2 separate regions of the Mus musculus genome follow, and region 2 is linked to region 1. A link is a contact called in public Hi-C data. All regions are on one chromosome and are shown on one strand. Each heading gives the region's core, a stretch centred on a gene start, on an enhancer-like site or on the middle of the called end of the contact. The rest is flanking DNA. Distances are from core to core; before and after follow the strand shown. Region 1 holds the start of Gbe1 (glucan (1,4-alpha-), branching enzyme 1). Region 2 holds the start of Nrip1 (nuclear receptor interacting protein 1).

Region 1 (6,067 bases), core at 2,516-5,015:
AAAGTTGAGAACTTCTTGTATGCACCAACAGCTCAATAGGAAGTGCTCGCTACTAAGAAAAAAATATATAGATATAAAGAAAAATCATAATTTCACTTTTCTGTTTTCCAGGCTACAAGAACTGAAAAAGAAATTTCAGAACAAATCCTTCATAATCTTACATCAGTGAATGCCTGCCGTCAGGAGAGCCCTGTGGCCAACTCACAAAGCCACGTAAGATGTGAGCGAGCAAATGTGATCACTCATGAGAACTGACTGGAGTACATCAAGAGCTTCACAGGAAGTAGAAAGAGCCAAGTAGGAGATGTCACCGTAGGAGCTAATCAATGAGACAGTGATCACACACTCATGTACTTACACTTTACTTTTATGATGCAAAGTAACTCACACTCGACAGTTAAGTCCCAAGAAAGATGCCTCCTTAACCAAGGCTCCAAGCTGTCTGTCTACCACTATAAGGGCTTTAACTCATTCGTGACGGAGGAACCCCCCCCCCCCCCCGTCAAGATACAATTCTAGATTTGGAATTCTCACAGAAGACAAAAGGAACCCTCACAACAAAATTCCAAATGGAGCAATTTTGAGGAGGAAAGAAATCGAGAGCCCATCAATGAGAAGAAAATGCCTCCCTCTCACCACTCTTACACATTGATAACTGCGCCTCAAATTTTCTGCAGTATTTAATAAGCACGCCTTGCAACTAAATGGGTTGTCTAGTCATGTTAGGCCCAAGGACACTCGGCACAAGTAGGTTACTTAAAAACAAGTCAAAAATAAGATATACTATTATCGTGGCTTCAACAGCATACTCAAGATAGATGGTTTATTAAAAATAAAAACGTAGCTCCTCAGAGTTTGAGAGTCTGAGGAGTCTAACAAGATGCCCATGGGTGAAGCTGTGAAGTGAAATGGCAAGCACCCTGTTACTGCCCTCATGAGAGAATGGAAGCGAAATGTCCTCCCAAAGCAAAAGGGAAAGGGGGCAAAGTAGCCTAAACTGGGAATTTTTTAATTTTTACTTAGTTTTTAATTGTTTAAAAGTTTCTTATTTGTATACAGTGTGTGGCTAGAGCATTTGTCCTCCATGGCCTTCTCCGTCCCCCTCCCATCCCCCATGACCTCTTTCCCTTCCTATTTCCATCTCAGTCCCCTCTTACTGGGGTGAGTGAATATATGCCTATCCTGTCCGAGTGGTCACAGATGCTGTGTGTACATGATAGCCATAGAAAAGTCATTTCCAAAGACAGACTTTTACAGTATGGCTCCCCATCTTCTCACTCTGACAAGCCCTATCCCCCTCCTCTGTCATGGATGTCGCAAGTCCCTTTTTTGATTAGACCATTGTCCACTGCCCAAAGATGAACCCTCATGAGGAACCCTTATGGCCTAGTCATGTCCTAAAGGCTCTTTCTACAGCACACTTGTCGCACCTGAAATTTGCAAAGGACACATTCCAGCCACAGCAATCAATGACCATGACGACACTATGAAAAAGTTTTTATTCTCTACCAGTTAACAATACAAGTCACCACTGCCAGATGCCAAATTACTGTTTGACATGCCTAAATGGAACATGTGTGCTGGAAAATAGCAATTATCCAGGACCAAGGGCAGAAGTAGAATCCAGGTCACAGAGAAGCACATAAGGACCCGCTGGGCCAGACTTTTCACCAAGAACACTGGATTCCCTCCCTTCTTTATTCTGCCCTTTGTCCCTCTCATTAATTTTGACAAACCATGAAAGATGACTATAATTGCTTCAATCCCAGTGGAGTTGAATATGAAGTACACACATACACACAAAAGAAGAGAATAAATGGTGTTTGTCTGCCTGTGGCCAGTGGAAACTGGAAACAGGACACAGGCAAAATATTTCCACAACTCTTGCTTTTGAAATTTCTTACAGGTTAGTTTATAAATCACACAAATAGAGCCATAATAAAAATAAACACCTCAAAAAAAAAAAAAAAAAAACTCGACATTAATCACCTTCTGTTGTAATTTGTGTGCTCATTATAACAAAATGATTTTTATATTCAAAAAAAATGTGGTGAAAATATGTAAATAAACATGTAAGTATATTTCATACAAAAAGAGAAAAAATAGATAAAATATTTGCTTTTGTTCTAAAAATCACTTATTCCAAAATCTGCTCAAGTCTTTTAGCTTTCAGGAGTACGTGCTAATTATCTCAGGGGACTCAGGCTTGCATCTTCTGAGTGAAAAGTTGCCAGACTCCTCCCCAGTACTTAATTTAAAGTCACGACTAAGTACTGTAAGTGAGGATCAGCCCAGCTGGCTGCTGTAAGGAGGGTTCCTGTATTAGGATATGTAAACTCTGGAATGAGCAGTTTATAATGCCTACTGTTTTAGAATCTGAGAATATTGGTTTTCTAGAAAGTGACTTAAGTGAATACATTTAATAACATGACAAAGCTAGGTCGTTGAGCTTTAAGGGTCTTTGTGTTTTCAAGTCACATCAACCCATGTTCATAATCACCAATGCCACCAACTAGTTCTATGTTTTCTATGATTAAAAAAGAGTCTATCGACTGGTGCCAAGGTAGTTTTGATTTTTGTAGTATCTAGGCTTTAAAGAAGAAACTAGTATGACAAATATGACAAATTGACTGGTGCCAAGGTAGTTTTGATTTTTGTAGTATCTAGGCTTTAAAGAAGAAACTAGTATGACAAATATGACTGCAGCAAAATACTTGCAATCGACTCATAACTACTCTAATTTATATACTAGCTACTTTAATTTTCAATCTTAACCTGAGCAGATTGCAATTATAAATTTCTGATAAGTGGGAAGCCTGGTGGGAGAGGAGTTATACTTTTTGAATTGGGCTCTGCAAGTTAAGCCATCCATGCCCTGTTAACTCTCCTGGAAGCTAAGGTCAAACACCCGCAAAGGTCGCTCTTCGATGTTGGTTTAAGGGAGAAGAGATCTGACCAACGATTAAAGTGAAACGCAGATTAATGAACTCACAAGAGCAAACAGGAGGGTGCAAGATGTTGAAAGACTGCCTGAAAGACTGCACAAACGCTGCTCGGAAGTAGACTACAAAGTTGGAAAAGCAAAATCACACACGCCCTGGGTCACGACCACTGCAACTCCCAGGACCAGAGGGGGGTGGCCTGTGAGTCCCGGAAGCCGCTGCGTGGCTGCAGCGCTGCCTGTCCCAGCACGTAGGGGAGGACGCGCGGCCAGGGACTGCGAGCAAGTGAGCGAGCACGGGGCGGACGTGCAGCAGAAAAGTTCAGGAACTCCCCCGGGAAGCCGGAGCCACGCCCACCGCATGATTGGCGTGCGAGGGGGCGGGGCCGCGCGGAGAGGGGGGAGTCGGGCGGCGCGCGCGCGCACGCGGGAAGGCCGGCCGCAGGCGGAGGGCGGTGGAGGGGTTCCCCCGGGTACCTGCGCTGGAAGTCCGCGGCGAAGGGCTTCAGGTACGGGTCAATCTCCAGGAGTCGGGCCAGCTCCGGCACGTCGGCCAAGGCGGCCTCCAGACGAGCATCGGGGCCCGTTTCCCCTGCCGCAGGAGCCGCCGGCGCCGCCATCTTCGCCGCAGCAGCCCGAGTAGCCGAGGCCCGAGAGGGTCGAGTGGGCCGAGTGGAGTGCGAGCGGCAGGGCGGAGCCGGGCGAGCCTAGGCGAGCCGCCGGGGACTTGCCCTTTATAGCGGCGGAGCGGGCCAGGGTGAGCCCGGGACACACGTCCTCAGCGCGGGCCCCCGCCCACTCACGGGGCCGGCCCCTGGAGCCCTGAACTGTGCTGGCTGGCCACCGGGAGGCGGGTCTCACCAGTCCCTGTCCCTTCCCCTTCCTGCCCGGTGGTCACCTCTCCTCAAACACCTGCTCTCATTTCTGAGTTTTGTTTTTCCTAGGGCGATGGTTTTCAAAAAGTGGGAAATTCACCTGGACCACGGTTAAAAGTCGACAACGCGAAACTATTTAGAATCTTAATGTCATTTAACAACCCTACGGCCCTAACCTTAATGTGTCTCAAGAGTTTAACCAAGAGAGTCTTTAAAGATTTTTGCATAGATAAGCATGGATAGCCAGCCAGGTCCCTGAAGTCACAGTAAGAACAAGAACTTTCCTGGTTCCCTGTACTGAAATCAGGCATTTGTGTTTCACCAACCAAACTGTCTTTGATGAGACATGACTGGGAGAACATCATTAAAGTGGACTGCACTCTCCTGCTTAATCACAGTGATGAAGCAAAAACTTTTCTGGCCAAGCTCCCAAGTATAACTACCCTGTGTCCTTTCTGTCCAGTGGTTCCTTTGCAAGAATACAGAATGGGGGCTTGATGCCATGATGGCTCACTAGGTAAAAAGTGCTTGCCACAAGGCATATAACTGGAATTATATTCCCAGAACCCACGGTCTGGAAAGAGGAAACCAACTTTCAAATATTTTCCACCCTGCCACATATATACTGATACACAGACATACAAAAAAATTTTTTTTTAAGAATACAGATTTTGACACAAGGAGAAATGGACGCTGCTACTCAGGAGGCTGCAAGTTACTTTGCACCTCAAAACTGGACAGGCTTGAGTATAATTTTCTCAGTTGAAATCTGGAAATGTAAAATCCTATCGCTTCTCGGCCTTTTGGCTAAGATCAAGTGTAGTAAAATCTTAGCGTCTAGGAAGAAGGAACAGTATTGACCAGCCTTGGGATATAAACATTTAAAACAGGGTTTGTGATGAACTTAAGAAAGAAAAATATTCACTTCGATGTGAATAGCTAAAGGTCTTAGATAAAGGTATATATATATCTACAAATGGGGGGGGGCTTGAACCCAGAAATAAAGTACCTAGTAGACACCCAATTCTGTAACTTCATTTTTTACTTTCATAACTCTAAATTTTCATCACTTCACACTGAAATTTCCACTTGGCTGACTAAGAAACCTGAACCAACTATCTTCTTCATAGCATAAGCGTTCACCTGTTAAGGTAAAACCAAAGCACTGATTAGGAAGGGAAAAGGGAAGGGGTGAGAAAATAAAAATAAAGTTTTCCTGAATAAACACTACCTAAAATCAGCTTTTATCACTTTTATACAGACTGATAATCACCCATAAATTACCATTTTTACCCACTCCCTGTACCAGTATTTCCCAATGTGACCTTGATATGAGTCACCTAGTGAAAATGTGCATTCTGAGTTTGGGGTCCATGTACCAGAATATATTTTTAACTACGTTCAAGAGATACTGATGCTGCCAGTTTTACATAATTAGAATAGCTAAACTCTATAGTACACATCAAATAATCTCAGTAAAAATTTAAATGGCATGACGTTTCACTTAAGTGTGAAATATAAACGTGGCTTTCCTTAAAACACTTAAACAACCTGTAGTCACTACCTTCACTATCCAGTTCCCTTGTACTGTAGTGGCATGGCCCTTTCAGGATCTGACAGAATTCTGTGAGCACTGCAATTGCTACTCTTTTTGGGAATTCTCTTCCTTAGCTTCTCTGTGGCTACTTTCTTTCCAGCCATCATTGAGATCTCTGGTCTTAAAAGCCCCATTCTCTTCTATGCTACAGTAAACACAATGTAAGCTCTTTGTTAATCTTTAAAAGGCAAGCTTTATAAGAGCAGGAACCCAGTTTACCTCAACTTTCATACACCAGCCTCTTGCCCACATAGCACAGCTAAATGGGATTTTAAGTTCCACTGTCGTAATTATCACATAAGTCCATTTCGGGTGGAGCTGGAACACTGGAATTATTATTATTGATCAAATGCGCCTCTTTTATTTCTGGTGCCCAAGCAATCCCATTTGCTGCTGGCATTTAGGTTGTACCGCAATAAGACACAGCCATGGAGGAATAGCCGTCTAGGCAAAGTGTTTCTGAAATGGGGAATTGAGGTATTCAGGACAGAGAGGAATACAGGGAAGGAGGGAGAGGAAACTAGCCTCAGTGGTGTCCAGAGAAGCAGAGTACCAGGAACGGAGCAAGTGCCGAGGACCTGTTTGCTCTCGCAGATCTACAGTTAGAGGGATTTGAGGAGAAAACTGAGGGTCTGAAATACCCTCCCCAAGGAT
Region 2 (5,307 bases), core at 316-2,815, 6.1 Mb before region 1:
TTTACTTTAAAGATTGGGAAGATACCCCAGACGTTTTTCATTTGAAAAATCCGAAAAATAGCTATAGAGCTATTATATAACAGTAAAGAATACGGTTGGGTCACTTGGATAATTTTTGGTTTTGGTGTGCATCAATAACTGCTTCCAAATGCTACCGAAATTCTTAAGGATATGAAAACATATGAGAGTAGAAAGCTTCATCCACAAAATTGTCTTAGTAAGTATTTTAAGGCAGGGATAGCACTTCAGAGTTTAGGGTGAATCGAAGATGTACTTTAGCCTTTTTTTTTTTTTTTTAATGTCAAACAAAAACAACTTCTGCAACCACAAGTCTTCCCGCAGGTAATTCTTTTCATGACTAGAGTCAAAAACAAACGAGACAGAGACATCTGGGGTAGGGGGAGCGTTAAAAGGAGGCTTCACAAGTAAGATATGAAGGGAGTAGAGAGAATAGGTTTTAAAAGCAGAAAACACAAGGCGAGGAAGAGATCATGGTTTCTTATTTTTCTCTCCTCCCTCCACTTTCTCGCCTCACCAATCTGTTAGCCCACCTCAAATTTAGAGGCGGGTTCAGCGAGACCAGGCTGCAGGAAACCCAAGTTTCCCTGCATTGCCACCCTGGCTATATGATGTAATTGTTATTTATTGAGACTCTGAACCCAGCAAGAGCTGCTTTAAAGAAGTGACAGCCCATCTCCTAGTCCTGTTGGGTCAGATCCTTCCTGGGGGTGGTGCAGTTTGGCGGGCAGACCCTGCTGGAGACTTCGCAGTGACAAAGCAGCAGAAGAGAAACCAGGTTCCTGGGTCCTGCGTCCGTCTAGGGAGCTAGCTGTGCACTCCTCAGGTCTCCTTTCCAGTTTTCCGCTTGGAATCATGCCATATTTATCACTGGGTCCTACTAGGTGCTGAGCATGGGGTCAAAATGACCTAGAGTTATACAGCGCCGCAGCTTCCGGGATTTGAGCGGGACACAGATTTTAAGGAGGTGGAAATTGAGGGTGGGTAAAGGGCGCCAAAAGAACGCGTGTTTGTGGGGTGAAACGGGAGAAAGGGAGACACTTAAGGTGCCAGCACGTAGGCTGGGGAACCTGGGGTAGGATTAAGGTGCCCCGACGCCCCTGTGGTGCCCCCAGCGTTTGCCCCGGCACGGGTGACATGGGCGATCGCCTGGCCCCTAGCGGGGAATCTGTCCAGGCGGCTGGCTGGACGGGGCTGGGAAGCCAGGGCGCCGGCTCGGGAAGCACAGCACCCCCTCCTTCTCCGGGTCCAACCGCGTCCTCTCTCTGCCTTCAAGGCCGATCAGTCCCGGACCCCCACCCGGAGCACCGGCGAGGAGGCCTGCAGACGCCCGGTGGGCTCCCCGGCTCCGCCGAGCCTCCGGGTGCGCGCTCGGCCCGGGTGACAATGGGAGGGAGGGGCAGAAAAGGGTTAAGAAACTTGGCTGAAGAGCTGAATGGCGTGGAGCAGCGAGGGGAGGGACCCGGCCGCCGCGAAGTCGGCGGCGGAGGGAGGAGCGCGGCTGCGGCGGGCGGGCGGCGAGCGAGGCGCTCAAAGTCAGCCTCGCAGACATTGCAGCAGAGCCCCGAACTCGGGAGGCGACGGCGACCGCGGCGCAGGCGGAGGACGAGCCGGCCCCAGCCCGCCCGAGCGCAGCGCCCGTGGCCTCGCGCGGCCGCAGGGCACGGCTAACCTGGGAAGGAGGGAGCGACGCGGATCGGCGGCCCGGAGCCGCGGCGGCCTCGGTGAGTGGCAATCGCGGCCCGGGCTCCGTGCGGAGCTCGCGGGAGCGGACGCCGCGCCGCCCGGGCACGGCCTGGGTGCGCGGCCCGTGGAGGCGGCGGAGGCCGGGGGAGGCCCGCGGGGAGCTCCGGGAACACGGATCCCGGGGACAGCCCTCCGCCGCGCCCCGCTCCGGCTCTCCCCTGGAACTCGCGGGCCCGGCCGGCGCAGCCGCCAAGTTGTGGAGTTCCCAGCCGCGGGCTCGTCCGTGCCAGCCTTGGCGCGAGGGGCGCAGCCGCCCTGGGTGTTCTGCGCCGGGACCCACGCGGGTGGCCGGGTCGCGGGGCCCCGGTCGAGCTCGCCCGCCCAGCTGCCCCCGTTGGCCCCGAGCCCCGGGCGCTGGCTGCCGCGCCGCTCGGTCCTGCCGCCCAGCGGTGCTCTCGGTGGCGCCCGCGCTGCTCCCCGCCTATCGCTGCCGTCTCCCTTGCGCGGTGCTCGCCGATCCCCGGCCGGGAAAAGTGACTCGGAGAAGGGGCAGCACTGAGCCCCAGGCCCGGCCTGCTGGGCACGAGCTCCCCGCTTGCCGAGGGAGGGCGAGGCTCCTTGCACCCGAGGCCTCAGCCCAGTTCCCCCAGCATCCGAGAGGGGGTTCACTCGCATGAGCCTGGTAAAGTCCGGGGAGACCGCTCTCCTCTCTGGTGCCACTGTCCTCCTTTAATACTATTGTTGTTAGAAGAAACCCTCTAGCGTGCAAACATTCCCCAGACCCTCCTATCCCTTTCCAAAGTACTTTCCAAATTTTAATCAGGAGTTGATATTCAGACTGAAGGAACAAAGGAATCCACTGTGTTTAAAAGGCGGACAGGCAGAGAGTCTGACACATGTTGATCTCTAAGGCATTCCAGGAGTTTCTACCTTCCATCATGTCAGTAATTTAACTGGATTCTGGAGGTCGTAAACGAAAAACGGAACGTTAGGTAATTTCACGTTAAAATACTTTGTCGTCGTCGTTGTTGTTTTAATTAATGGGTCATTTTAGTTGGGGGAAAGTCCGGACATGATTAGGTGCAAGAACTTTTAACTCATTTTTTTGTGGCACCAGGCTGGAGTTTGTCTGCTCATGTAAGCTGATTGTGACACTGAAGGAAAACCGTGTTTTTAGAGAAAGAGAGACAGACTAAAAGTAAACCAAGATTGGCATGTCTGTCTGTCTGTCTGTGTCTGTGTATACGAATACATGCTTAAATGATGTGTGGTCTGTGTTTCTTGGGTTTTGTAAAGCAGGGGCTTTAGTAATTCTTTAAAGTTATGAATTACATTGAACCCGCTTATTAGTGAATCACAGGTTTAGCAAGTGGGCGGCATCTTCCAGATGCAATTATCCAGTGTTTAATCATCAGGTTGCCACCTTTGTCTAAGAGTGAAATAAGTCGACTTTTTAAACAAACGGTGCTTCCTATGCACGGCCCCTAAGAGTGGCTGCTGTCTGGAGTATGTTGAAATCTTCCACTTCCAAGTGAGTTGCCCTGGTTTTGCCCAGCAGTTTGGTAATATCCAACAGGGTTTAATTGATTCAGGGACTTCAAAACCAACAGGAAATTTCTGTACAGGACTTAGTTACTGTAGACAAAGAAGGAGAGTCAGAATTGTAGCAGGCAGTACCTGCAAACCAGATACTTACTCCAGCCTGTTTTATAATAACTCTACTGGGGACACTTCTCTCCACACTTAGCCTTTCAGGGACTGGAGCATGAAGAAAATATACTTAAAAAGTAGACATACAAACTCTAAGGAGGGAAGTTCGGTTGCTGCTTGTTTGTATACAGATGAGTCCTGTGAAGTGCCTTCAAGATACTTGGAAACCAGGCTTCAGTGGCTACGAGAAGACTTAGAGCCACCTATCTGTGTTTCCAAACTTTGCCGAACTTGAATTTTTATAATCGAGAGATCTGAAAATATTGTGCGTTAGCAATGGCAAAATGTTTGTGGATAAGGCCAAGGCTTTGACTCCTACAGCTTTAAGAGCAAAACATTGTGATTAAAAAATAACCTATACCACCACCTAGAGTCTGTTTGTTAGTCTATTGCTCTTGGAGTCTGCTTACGTTGACACATCCCTTATGGTTCCTGTATAGTCAAAACATGATTAGAAGTTTAGGCTTTCCAAAGGCCATCCCGGAGAACAATTATTTCAGTAATGCATAGCAAGTGCCAATTTAAATTACCCATGCCGCTTTCGGAATCAAAAATTATGACATATCAACTCAAGTGGGCTAGTCTCCAGAAGATATTAACTCAAAAGAAAAAAAAAATTTTTTAAAGATAGCTTCTTTTAGCTTGTGCTCCAAGGTGGCTCTGACTGTGCAAAGATTTTCCTGTGTTATTAGAGATTCAAGAAATATTACAAAATAAGTGTTCTCAGTGCCTTGAGAGGTTCTGGGGTGGGGAGGTGGGGGACAGAAGCTATGATTAAAAAAATATAGAGAGGGAGGAGTGGTGCCACTTACCAACAGTTTGGATGTGGAGAAGGTTAGGGAGTAGAGAGTCGATGCCTGTGAGATCATGTGTTTGAGCATACAGTCAGTGTGAAGGGAAGTGCTATACAACCTGTCCTGCTGGAGGACTGTTTGCAGGGAAGCAGTCTGTTAAACAGGAGGCCTGAAGGAGGCACCCTCTGCCATGTGGCTTATCACATTGTCCAAGGAGGGAGTAAGGCTCCTCCTTCCACGGTGTCGCCTGAAAGATGGCCTCCCAGATCTTTAATTAAATATCAGCCGAACAGAGAGAACTAGAGCACTGCATTAATTCTGCCAGACATCACTATTTTAGAACATTGAGGACAACCAAAAAAAATGAATTAACTCCTATCTGAAAGCAGAGTTTTGAGGAAGGTGACAGATGAGGCAAAATATGTCAATCTAATGGAACACATAGGGAGAGCAGGATAGATCTGCCATCCCTGGCTCTCCAGACAGTTGAGAGGAAAAGAGGTTATTCTTAATCACTTACATTCATCGCAAACCAGCAGCAGAAGACCATGACACGGAGATCATTTTAAATCAGAGTGGCTTAGGACCTAGGAGGTTAAAGGTGTTAGATTCTTTTTTTGGGGGTGGGGGGTGGGGGGGGTCTGAAGATGGCAAGTAACTCCTGTCTTTCCAGCACAGTAATAACACTTTGATGTATGAAGTTAAAAGATCGTTCAGCTAAAAATATGTTTAAGGCATTTAAATTTTAATCAGGAAAAAAAAATTGCTCATTTTAAAGTGCGACGAGTCCCCTTTTCTCTTTTATGTTTTAAAATTTAGGCTTCCTGACACAGTTTTTTAAAGTGTGGGCTGGTCACTTGGGTTCTCTCTCCACCCCCACTCCCTTCCCCACTCCTCCCCTCTCATCCTCCCTCGAAAAAATAAACAAGTTCTGTATCCTTCGTCACTTCCCTTCATCCCGTGAAGACTGCTTTAACTTGTTGACTTCGCTCTGTCCCTGTGAGGTTTCTTCTGTACCTTCCCACCTTTCATTTCAGGTGACCGATACACCCTCAGCAATGGGCTTTGCATTTCCCAATGATGCTTTACCCATTCAGGG

What was found. Hi-C and Micro-C count contacts between places; a contact is called where the count stands out from the background.
Region 2: a Hi-C map of uterus shows a contact between it and region 1, with 19 times the contacts expected there. The contact joins the promoter of Nrip1 here to the promoter of Gbe1 in region 1. A contact is called at or near these places in 4 of 484 Hi-C or Micro-C datasets (CD4 T cells, CD8 T cells, natural killer cells and 1 more).

The regions. Positions count from the first base shown.
Region 1 is chr16:70,311,647-70,317,713 of GRCm38.p6, reverse strand. Gbe1 (glucan (1,4-alpha-), branching enzyme 1) reads right to left here and starts at 3,765. Exons shown (of 16, transcript NM_028803.4): 1 at 3,419-3,765. The coding sequence starts at 3,561.
Region 2 is chr16:76,369,307-76,374,613 of GRCm38.p6, reverse strand. It overlaps Nrip1 (nuclear receptor interacting protein 1), which reads left to right and starts at 1,565. Exons shown (of 4, transcript NM_173440.3): 1 at 1,565-1,742.